Regions from separate parts of the Capsicum annuum genome. Here region 1 is linked to region 2. The links are chromatin contacts, called in public Hi-C maps. All regions are on one chromosome and are shown on one strand. The core of a region is the stretch at or near the end of the contact, and the rest is flanking DNA. Distances in the headings are between cores, read along the strand shown. Region 1 overlaps LOC107879851 (protein GAMETE EXPRESSED 2). Region 2 holds the start of LOC107879874 (probable acylpyruvase FAHD1, mitochondrial).

What was found. Hi-C and Micro-C count contacts between places; a contact is called where the count stands out from the background.
Region 1: a Hi-C map of leaf shows a contact between it and region 2, with 1.7 times the contacts expected there. The contact joins the enhancer-like site here to the promoter of LOC107879874 in region 2. A contact is called at or near these places in 4 of 5 Hi-C or Micro-C datasets (bud, leaf and placenta).

Annotation. Positions count from the first base shown.
Region 1 is chr1:137,705,872-137,711,867 of UCD10Xv1.1, forward strand. It overlaps LOC107879851 (protein GAMETE EXPRESSED 2), which reads right to left. Exons shown (of 17, transcript XM_047407607.1): 8 at 5,388-5,696; 9 at 5,083-5,207; 10 at 4,645-4,862; 11 at 4,343-4,570; 12 at 1,868-2,097; 13 at 1,152-1,390; 14 at 72-228. Among protein-coding and RNA genes, the nearest start is that of LOC107879851, 6.5 kb to the right of the region's middle. Within about 2 kb of position 4,395, at least 2 of the 5 cell types and tissues checked have an H3K27ac peak or open chromatin away from gene starts, as enhancers often do. A contact at or near this core is called in bud and leaf, where this site is marked.
Region 2 is chr1:137,662,096-137,668,427 of UCD10Xv1.1, forward strand. LOC107879874 (probable acylpyruvase FAHD1, mitochondrial) reads right to left here and starts at 2,481. Exons shown (of 7, transcript XM_016726808.2): 1 at 2,061-2,481; 2 at 1,465-1,630. The coding sequence starts at 2,273.

The DNA.
Region 1 (5,996 bases), core at 3,145-5,644, 46 kb after region 2:
AGTTTGGAAAAGAAAAGTGAAGAAGCTGCTTCTTAACAACAAATTTTGCACTTTTCTGATGCATAACTTACCATGTACAAAAAATGAACTCAGAGGTCTTTCTCTCATGAGACTAACAGAAGCCTCTACAAAATGAGGCATTGACATCAAATCAGTGCAGTCTGGGTAGCACCCGTAGTTCCCCATATCATTCACTGTCACAATAAGAAAAACACGATGTTCATCACCCTGCAAAGCAACTCATGTAGTTAAGCAAATCGAAACATGAAAAGGAAACATTGATCGCAACAGATATGATAAAGAATGAATCTGTCAGTTCTCCAATATAATTAAAGAAGTGATAACAAATACATTTACGAATATAACTCTTAACATCTCAAAGGTTTTTCAGTAGATGGCATACAATATAAATACAAAATATGCATATAAGCCCCTATTATGTTCACACAGTCTTTAACTAGCCCATAAAAGAAGTCATATCAAAGGGAGAAAAGGGAATACTCTATAAGGCTTGCATGCAGAAAATCATTTCTGACTCTCTTAGATCACTCTTGATGTCTCATGACACTTCCTTTGACATTACCTGGGAAACTTCTAAAATAGTGACACATATACCATTAGCTAACCTCCTGATTCCTCGTATTTCACTGGCATAGTGGAACACAAAAACGAAATAAACTGGAAAAGCAACAGAAAAATATGAAAGGTGAATGAGAAGTGAAAGCAAAACCATATTGCTTGAATTACTAGTATTGTCTTTCACATCTTTCAATACTATTTCTTGATTTTTGTTGTGGTTCTTCAGTTCATTAGACTAGTTTGGAGAGGAGGTTCAGGGAACAACGTACTTGGCTACATTTGAAAGAGTGTCAGAGGAACCCAAAAGTGATCTCATCGGGCAATGAAATCATTATCAGAACTAATCTTAATGCTCTCCAACTTTGTACTGATTACCTACAGTCTTATGAAATGGACAGTAAGCCTATGATATGATTAGATTCTAAATTTGTACTTGATGCACTTATTGTAGACTAGGTAAACGATACTACCACATTATGAGGAAATAATACATCAATAATATAGCAAAGGAAGATATTAGGCACAGAACCAGCCGAAAATGATAGGAGTGACTTAGAATGTGTAGAACAAACATGATATAACAATTGCTCCAAGACACTGTTGCAGTCTTCTAGTGTACCCCGAAACCTAATGCCTTTGGCTTTGACCATAAAATGTTCTGAGATGGTTACATATGTCTGAAGAGGCTGCCACTGGTAGCTGGTTCTCAATTTTAATTCGGTCGTACTAATGAGGTTAGCAGGAAGCTTTGTTGAAAGGAAGCCAGAGGTGACTTCCATGGAGAACATAACCAAGAAACGGGACGCATTCCCTGAAAATAAACTTAAATATCAAAATCTGTAAGATTTGAAGGAGGCACACAACTATGTTTCAGATATTTAAGCATTGTATCCCTCATATTGCAAAAGCGTCAGCAATTATAAACGACAGAGGTTTCAGTAAGACTTGCATAATAGAGCCATTTTTGGCAGAGCACCACAATGCCAGATATAGAATGTTTTGACCAGAGAAGCAGGTAGTCTTTTTTTCTTCTATAATGTTGGAGAAGATCTTGATGAAAAAGGATCAGCTATCGATTTCGATTAAATAAATTGCAAATCTCTAGGTGATATCCAAAATTCTTACCTATAACTTATCAGCACAAATAAGAGCGACTCAAAACCTTCAATATCCATTTATTTTACAAATTATTAACCAATCCAAATAGGTGATTGGAATATCTCCAATTATTGTAGTACTCATAAATTAACATCCACTTTGGGTCGAATGCATCATCAAACTCACGTACCAGGATAATGCAGTAGATCTGGATCTCCAACAAAAACAACGGACTTATTCCCGTCTCTAGTAAAAATGAATCCGTCCTCACTTCCTTGATCCATAATAACAAAAGGAGGGAGATTAATTAGTGGAGGATCATTGATAGCTTCCACCAATATAGGAATATCTAAACTGTTCTTCCCATTTTTGTTCATCGTAGAGACTTGAATTGTATCAGTGCCGTAGAAGTCTTCATTTCTGATTCAAAGAAACATAAGAGACTTGCTAACATAACACATTTAATCCTACTGAAAAGTTATTAGTCATACTCAGCAGATACTAGACGTCTATGTTCATGTTAGCAAAAGAATATTCCAGCTCTATCAGTAACTGATTCATTAGCAATGAAAGGCTAGCACAACATTATTTTCTTCTGAACTGGTGCTCTATCAAAAGCTAATCTCAAAGTAACACCTTCAAAATATAGCAATTCCCAAACATACACTTTTATTTTCACCTACCATGTTGCTTTGTGAATATAGTGCTATTAAGAGAAAAAAAATCATTTTTACTAAAATATGATATTCCAATCTAGCTTTGATCATAATATTAATTCCTAAACTAATATGTTTATTTTGACCCATCATTCTTCTGAACTGTTTACTTGTTCTTTCGATATCTTCTGCTAAGAGCCTACCACACATTCTTTACCACACACACGCAATTCTAACATTATTTGTGCAATAAGCATACACTTTCAAAGTGAATATCTCAAAAGTTCAATGAACTACGAGAAATTATCTAGTAAAGTCATCGAACTTTACTTTAAATCAATAAATCACTCAATTTAAGATTTTTACTCTCTATGATCCTCAACTTAATGCTTTTCAACAACATCAACAACAAACCCAGTTTATTCCCACCTTTATTTTCTAAAATCACTCAACTTAAGGTTTTGATCTTCTAAAATCACTCAAGTACATCTATCATAAAAAAAATAACATGGCAAAAAGAATTATTTTTATTCCATGTAAACATGAACCCCACATTAAAGAATCTCCAGCTTAATATTGTTAATACCTGATCCACCCACAAATTGGATTTCATCTACAACTAAAACCATATTTCCCTGTCATTAAGCTTAATGTCCACTCTTCTCCTTTTTTTTGATTTCTGCCTGTGGCCTAAAATGGACATTAGCTAAATAAACTTGTCTTTGCTCATGTTTATGACTTAATTTCTCCTAAAAGTAGTCATTCTTTGTCTTAAAATGTGATTTGAGATCTTTTAATATCTATTCTATTTATCTGAGGTACACCGTAGCGTTTTATTTCTTTCTGGAAACTTGACCTTGCTAATTAAGTGATGACATTCTTGAGAATTGTACATCATCAGTACTGTTATTTGAGAAACTTCACATAGGTGCACTGACACATAAGCGGGAGATTAAGCTTAGTGAGAAATAGAGTTTTCATCTTCAATGAAACTCAATATGAGGGTGGATCGGGTAAAAAATAATAAGGACTATATTCTTTGACACCGGTTCATGTTTATATGGCGTAAAAACATACTCCCCCGTCCTATTTTATGTGCCATCATTTTTTTTTTATTCGTCCCCAAAAAAATGTCACTTTTCCTTATTTAGTAACTATTTAAACATACAATTCTATCTTTATCCTTATTGATTCCACTTATAAAACCCCACTTAATTAAAAATAAGAATAATACATTATTTTAATAAAGCACAATTTAATAAAAAGCATCAAGTCCAGTCAAACTATGACACATACGAGGGAGTATTTATTTTCAAATATCATCTTTTTTTAATGATAAATGCAATTGAGTGATATTAGAAAATAAAGTCTTAAGTTGAATGTCTATATTGACAAAGAGCTAAGTTCAACGACATTGCTACATAATTTCTCATAGTTCAATGACCTTTTGAGATATTAACTCTACACTTTCATTGTGGTTTTGAACACTCCAATTATAAATGTGCTTAAGTTCTCACTCAAATTTTGGAAGAACTGATGTTATTTGCGATTAGAGTTTAGTTCCAGAAACTTTCAGCGAAAGACATGTAAAAAACAAAAACAAAAAGAGCAACACATGAACAATATGAGGTAAAGAAGACCTAAAATCGGGAGAAGGGTTCCATGAATCATGAGGGATTAGATCATGTGGAGTGGGCGCCTAAGTTAGGGGAACTGTGAAAAAAGAATGAAGTGCTATATATAACATATTATAGTACTTTTTTTTGTTGACCTGATAGGTGACTGGAAGTGTAATTTGGGGTATTATTTTGAAAGGAGATTTAATTGGGGAGTGATTTTTGGAATAGTGTTGGTGGAATAAAGATTCCCTTCTATGCATACACAAGGATGACTTCCCATCTAGAAATGGACACACTTAGAAGCAAATAATAACCAGCTTACTAACTTCCGAAGAGAAACAAATTTATCTCAAAAATAAATGGTGAGAATTTAGGTGCAAATAGTCATACCCAAAATACTGCAGCGACTGTATGGCAAAATTGATTTCTTCAACACAACCAGTTAATGTTAATTCGGTAGTATTTCCAACCTCCTTGGACGTAGAAGAAATACTCCAGGCTGGCTTCCAGAATTGCATCAGCATAGGAGACAGAAAAACAATCCCAGATTGTGCACTAAATGTAATGCTGATATTTTCAGTTGAATCTGAATACATAATCTCAAGTCCAGAGAAACCACTGCATCCAGTTAGCAGATCAGATTACAAACTCTTAGATGCCAAAGCAACATGAAATCTTGACTAGAACTTTACCCAAATCTCGGACTAATAACATCTTCAGTTGCCAACAATTGACTTGGTACTGAAACGACCTGAGGAGGGATGCTTAGCACAGATATATCCACACCACCAGAGGCAATGTTTCCATTCACGTCACATATTGTATAAGAGAAAGAATCCCTCCCATTGAATCCTTTGAAGGGCGTATATCTAAAGAGATGCCCATATTGAAGAATTGAACCATGACCTGGCTGTTCACAGAAATTCAATTGAGTACAACTTTTCACGAAGACAACCAAAAAAGGAAAGGAAAAAATAAACACACAGTCTAAATTGTGTTACGAAAAAACTTGATCAGCTGTAGATGGACTATATGATAACCTGTACAAGAAAAAATGCCTAGACGCATTTTTTTATACACCTATGGTATATATATATATTCTTTCAGTTGTGTAATGACAGTACACCAACCTTTGAAAATTCAACAATTGTGATGTTATGGCCAGCAAAATAGTCATTTTCTAGTGCATCAAAAGCAATTGAATCATCCTCCCAGACCCAGACCGAATCATTCTGTACTCTAGGGAAATACTCACCTGAAGGGCAGAAGAAAGCCTTGTGTCAGATGAAGTCAGGTCGTGACAAGCAAGAAATTACCAATTTAATGGCCATGTAGTTGAATGATTAAGGTAGCAGAGCTCCACATTATAACAAGATTCATTTTATCTTACCATTCCATCTAAGAATTTCATTTTCAGTTTCAGAAAAAAACTCACTAGTGTATACATTCACACCAAAGGGGCATGGCGTGAAATGCATTCCATCAAAAGAGGCACATAACTCATAGGTGCCAACATCCGTTGCCTGGTAGTTTCCACTATACGTGCCATCCTTATTATCACTAAAATTCCCAATTAAAAAAACCGATCTGTTAACTGAACCAATCTCCAACTTTAACCTTGACTGCTGTAAGGAGACTGGATTAGAATATGAATCCATGAGTTGAACAGTGATCTCATTCTTTGTCAGCTTTGGTACTTTTGGACTGAATTTCACAGGTCCTGAAAGAGATATATTAACTTTGCCTGCACCAAAGCAATAGAACATCAGAAAAACTTGAGAATCTGCAGATCCATGCATATCCTCAATAAAATTAAAAAAATCAATATAAGATAGATACAAATGTTTGGCTGGACAGATATTGTTTTGCGGCTTTTTTCAAATAATTCACAAGCTACAAGCTGTGAAATTAAGACTAATTCTAGCCAAATAAAAAGTTCTGATTTGGTTACCATCTCTTCGTATCAACAAGAAAGCACTCCTTTACTAGTTTAACTCCTACAGCAATTTCATGAATGTGCATAAAGAGTAAAGAGCATAAACAT
Region 2 (6,332 bases), core at 1,231-3,730:
TCATGGGCTTTACTTGGGCAGCCCTTAATGTCCTCGCCCTAATGACTCGATGTTCATATCTAGTTTCTTGTAAGACCAATAACATGGTGGAACAATCGTTCCTAATCGTCCACAGTGCCACTTAGACACGTTACTTCCTCAAATAGGAAATGAGCTTGTCCCCTGTACAGGTCAATCGGTCGTCCCTGTACAGACTATACGCTTGTACCTGTACAGGTCATAGAATCATCCTGTATGACTGAAATGATCTTCCATACACAATATTTGCTTCACAAAGTAAAATTCACAACTCAACTGTGACTTCAGCGCTTCCTTCCCTTTCCAGATCTCCATTTCAGCGATTCTTTCTAAAAATCCAAGCTCCTAACTATATACTCTAATTTTAAGAGTGTGGGACAAAGCATGGAAAAAAGAAACAGCTTGTTCACTGACTTAACTCAACTCCACACAAGAGCCTTCTGGGTCTTCAGCTTACAAAGAACTATGAGACTGATCAAAGAATAATGTCAAGGAGGTGGTAGGAACTGATGTAATGAAACAAGGGTTAAGAAAGGAGGTTGACTGCGGTGTACTATTACATTATAATATTAACAGTAGTAGATCTATGATAGAGGTTTAAACTGGTTCACTGTGGGGGCCTTTCACCAATAGGTGATATGGCAAGAGATGAAATGGAGATCACCACTAAAAAGGAGGATTCCTTTTCTTTAGATTTTCAGGGTAATAAGAACCTTTATACACCCAATATCATGCACGCCATCTATTTATAACCTCAAACCAGTGAATAGTGAAAAAGCTACACTGAGTAGTGCAATTGATAGGTCAGGGGCGCAACATTTTATCTGAGCACTAATTAAAGGCTTGTCAAAGATCTCCAACCAAGAGGCAAGTCAATATCCCTAGAGCTTTCTTTTATCTTTGGGATTGGTAAAGAATTTATGCTGATATCTACCAAGAGAAGACAAACACATCATTCAGTAACACCAATTCAGTACACCCCCGAAACAAAAACTTAGCATCAGAAGAATTAACGTCATTTTCATTGGCGGAAGCACTCTAATTCTCAAGTATTTTCTTTATAAATTAAAATGCAAGTCAAAAGAAAGCTCACAGTAGTAACTTCCTCCAATGTGTAATGCTTTAATAGTTTAGAGAGTAGAGACCATTGAAAAGAGAAAATGAGAACCATGATAGCAGATCAACATCATATTGTAGCCTAATAATGCATTGGATGTCAAAAATTGCACAGATCAACAAACAATAGAGGCACTTTCTTCCTTTTATTAGCTACAATAACAATTAGATATGCATTATATCAAACAAGATTAGAGAGCTAGACTTGCAAAATAAAGTCAAATTCCATTCAAGTTATCAACCTTAATAATCAAAATACAAAATCGAGCAAACAAGGCTTGCCAAATTTGGGAAATGTATGGTATGTTGCATCAAATGCTAAAATAATACCTCCAACATAGTCCATAGCAGTGGCTTCAGGTACATCCCTAGCTCTTTGGTTGATGACAACTGCCAACTCCACCTCGTGATCCAGTGATTCCAATGGATGAGGAACTTCGATTGTCCCTCCATTCTCTAAATACGATGATGTGGGCTTCATAAACAACACCGGCTCCTTCAAAATTAAATCAACATTACACTTTTTAAAAACATAGAATATCACCTTAGAGCCTAGAGGTTGTTTGTATGGGGGATGGATAGACAAAGTTATCCCATGTACCGGATATCTCATGGGATTAGATATATATGGGATAATTTATCTCACCATTGATAGTGCAAATGGCGGAATAACTAATCCCGGGACTAAAACCAGATGCAGGATAAAGTAATCCTACATTTTATCCCAGGATTATTATCCCTTACCCCTTGTACCAAACAACCCTTAAAGCATCAGTTACAGACATGTTCATCAAATACAATGTCGTCAGATAGTCAGATTCATGAACCACTGGCTCCTTCGTAAGTTAAATCACACTACACTTACAGATCACCCAGACATTCGGTAAGAAATATCAATCAACGACGAGTCAGAGAGGGAGAATAACCTTAGGCACGGCGTTGCCGAGTTCTTTGGCGTGAGCGGCGTAGTTACGACCGACGGCAATGATCTTACTGCCGACGCTGAGTAGATTCTGATGTTCTGCCGTTGCGGCGCCGGAGGTGGTCATGTTCCTTGATGAAAATGATTTTGAGATTGCTTTACCGCCACAGCGCACTACGTTTCGAGCAACGGTGAATGTTTGAATTTTCGCATACATAGTATTGTGTATATATATATATGTGTGTGTTTTTGAAAAGTCCGTGCCAACTCTGCACGAAATGGAAATAACCAACAATGTCGAGTAGAAGAAGAGAAATTCTTCTTTGCTGCTGCTGCTTTTCCAAAAATTTGGTTTCCTGGGAACTGTCCTTGAAGCTTGATGTACCACTGGTTAAGCACAACATTTTGTTTAGGCAAAATCCATCGCCAGGCCCTTGAGCACGCGTCATCTTAGACGTCCCTCACTTTTGCCACTTCAAGTAGTCATAAAGTGTATCATTTTAACATCTTTTGCTGAGATGGCAAGATGCGTATATTACACCTCCATAAAAGCGCGTGAAAACCCTTTTTTGACTAATATGGCGCCCAATTTGGCCCACCAAAAGTATATTAACTTATTTTCATTAATTTATACTTTTTTTTCTTATTTCTATCCATTATTTTTGTCAATCTTAAGTTTATTTAATGATGAAAATTATTGAAAAAAATTTTAAAATTCAATACACATTTAGAAGTTCGTCTTGCCAAAAATAATATATTAACTCAACACCCATTAATTTATACTTCTCTCACATTTTTATCCGTTATTTTTATCAATCTTAATTTATTTAACGATAAGAATTATTGAGTGAAATTTATATACGCATTTAAAGGTTCGTGAAGATTAAATAATAAGTACCTTTTTTTTAATCATTAAGGGCAAAATTGATGAAGAAAAATAAAAAATAAGCAACATCAACGAAGAAAAATTAAAAATCAAACAAAATAGATGAAGAAAAATTGAAAAATAAAGCTAAATCAGTGAAGAAAAATTGAAATAAAACAAAATCAATAAAAAAAATTAAAATCGAAGTATAAAAATCAAGAAAAATCAGTGAAGAAAAATTGAAAATCGATGAAAAATTAAAAAATAAAGCTAAATTCGTGAAGAAAATTGAAATCAAACAAAATCAATTAAAAAAACTAAAAATTGAAGAAAAATAGATGAAGCAAATCTGAAAAAAAAATTCGAATCAAAATCGATGAAAAAAAATTAAAGATGACTAAGGTGCGGGTGCGGGTGGGGGGTGGGGGGTGGGGGGTCCCCCTTTGAAAAAGATAAAGAGGGGAAGAAGACTGACAGGATGAGTGGGCTATTTGATGAAAAAATTGATGGGGGAGGGGGTGGGATGGGGGAGGGGTGGTGGGTGGGGGGAGGGATGTTTGAAGAAGAAGAATGGTGGGGTGAGTGGGGTGTTTGAAGAAGAAGACTAGTGGGGTGGGTAGGTTAGGGGAGGGGGAGGGGATATTTTTTTATTTAAATTAATTATTTATAAATTATTTGGATAAAAATGACACATGTCTACATTTTATTCGTCATTTTTCAGCTCATCAACGTGTGTAACACACACACATAGTATTATTTTGTTAACTCAACAAAAGGTGCCAAAATGACACACTTTATAGTTACTTGAGATGCTAAAAGTGAGCAACGTTTACTTGAGGTGTCTAAGTGAAAGATCGCGCGTACTTAAGGGGTCTGACGACTGGTTAGGCCTTTTGTTTATTATGGAGAAGATCTCTTTATAATTGACAAGGGTCAAAATGTCTTTATAATGGAAAAGGGTCAAAATGTCTTTAAACTAATATGAAATATAACAAAAATGTATTGCGTTTAAAGTTCGGTCTAAAATTGCCCCTATTATTAGCGGCACATTGATCAATTTCGAATTGAACCTCATACATAAGATGTTCAATTTAATTTAATTAAACCACTAAACCTTTCTTTTTAAATACATTATTTTTCTAATAAAAATATTGCAACCCATTATTAATTTTCATATATCTAAGATAATAGTAATCCCTCATTAATTCTTAAAATTATTTTTCCTAATAAAATAGAAAATGTTTTATTTCTTACCATTTTCCAAATTGAAGAAGGATAAACATTTACTAATATAATCCTTGATTATAAAGTTAAGATACAACAATCATTCTGCCATAAAGCACGAAAATTTATACATCACTTCAAATCATAAAATATCTTTAAAATTTCATCGATAAAATTATTATTGATCATTTTTTTACATTAACTTTAAAATCAAGGAATATATTAGCAAATATTTATCCTACTTCAATTCGGAAAAGATGAAGAAATGAAAAATATTTTGTATTTTATTAGGCATTTTTAAAATGTTATTTAAATGAAAATTAATAAAGAGGTTGTCATAATCTTATCTACATGACCCGTGTTATCATCAGTTTAAAAAGTATATAAGGTAATTCTATTCTAACTGATAAAAGGAGCTAAAGAAGAAAAAAACTATTTTCAACTTTTATATTAGCTAAAAAAGTTAAAAAGATTTTTTTTGTTAAAATATCCTTTAAAACTAGGGGTGGGCATTCGATATTCGGTTTGGTATTTTCAAAATTTGGATTCGAAAATTCGGTAATCGGTATTTGAACATAGATACCACATATCATACTTATAAACATCGGTTCGGTAATCGGTAAATTAAATTTCTGTTCGGTACGGTATTTGGTAATACCATATTAAAGTTGGACATGTACAAATGCACGTTTAAACTTCAAAGAGTATATTTAATAAAAAATCTATTTAGTATTTTTTTGTTGCTTTTTACGAATATATTATCAAGGTCCAAAAGATTCTTTGGGATGTCTAATACTATTGTCTATTGGATATATATATATACACACACACTAGTTTAGGTGTACTCGCTTTGCGCGTGTACCTCACTTTAATGAGTTCAAACATTATACTAAATAAGATATTTGTTTAAATAATAAAAATGAATATAATAATTAAATTCAATATCTTTTGAGTATGTAAAGATGAAGAATTTATTTATTAAATCTAACCTTTACAAAAAATATTTTTAAAAGTCGATCGACATTTATCTACCATCTATAAATTGCAACAAAACAATACAATGATCGAGACATCAAAATAATCAATTAAATCTAATCTTTACACACAAAATTTTCCTCAAAGTCATCTGACACTCATCTATCACCTGTAAACAATAACAAAATAATATGATAATAGAGATATCATAATAATACAACTAAACCGAACCTTTACATAAAAAAATTTCTCAAAGACGACCAACATTTATCTATCACCTGTAAACTGCAACAAAATAATACGATAAAAGTGATATCAAAATAATACAATTAAATTTAAATTTTACACACAGAAATTTCTCAAAGCCGATCGAGATTCATCTACGAACTGTAAACTACCACAAAATAAAAGATATTACTATAATCCAATTAAACCTAACATTTACTTAAAAAAATTTCAAAGCTGACCCACATTCATCTAGCATCTGTAAATTAAAATAAAATAATAATATAATAAAAATATCAAAACAATACAATTAAACCTAACCTTTTACACAAGAAATTCTTCAAAATCAACCGACATTAATCTACGACCTGTAAAATATAAAAAAATATAATATTGATCACAAAGCTTCGATTTTGATCCAATTAATTTTTGTTTGATTGAAAATTTTAACCCTAAAGAATGATTTTGAATGAAAACAAAGAAGATATATATATATATTCAAGTTGAATTCTATTATGCTGACAAAAACAGTGAAGAAGTTGAGGGTTAGAAAATCAAAGCATCCACCAATCTAGACATACAATCGAATCAAGTTTGTTGAGCATCAATTATATTCTTCCAATAGGCAAACCGGTTATATAAAGCCTACAAAAGGACTACTACAACTAAAAAAAATAATAAAAGAAGCATAAATCATTCACTTCATAGAATAAATAATCTTAAACAAAAAAAAAAAAAATAAACCTAAATAAAACATACACGAATTTCTTTTTAACAAAAAAGAATTTAAAATCCTTACTTTGTTGTTTAACTTCAATATAAATGCAAACATCTGCTCATAATACAACACCTGAATCACATAAGGAACTACAACAATATTAATTATAAAATAATAAACTAATTGAAAGATAAAAACATAATTAACATACTAACCTTTGGATAATAAATTTTTTCTATATGATCATTAAAGAAAAAAAAAACAAGAAA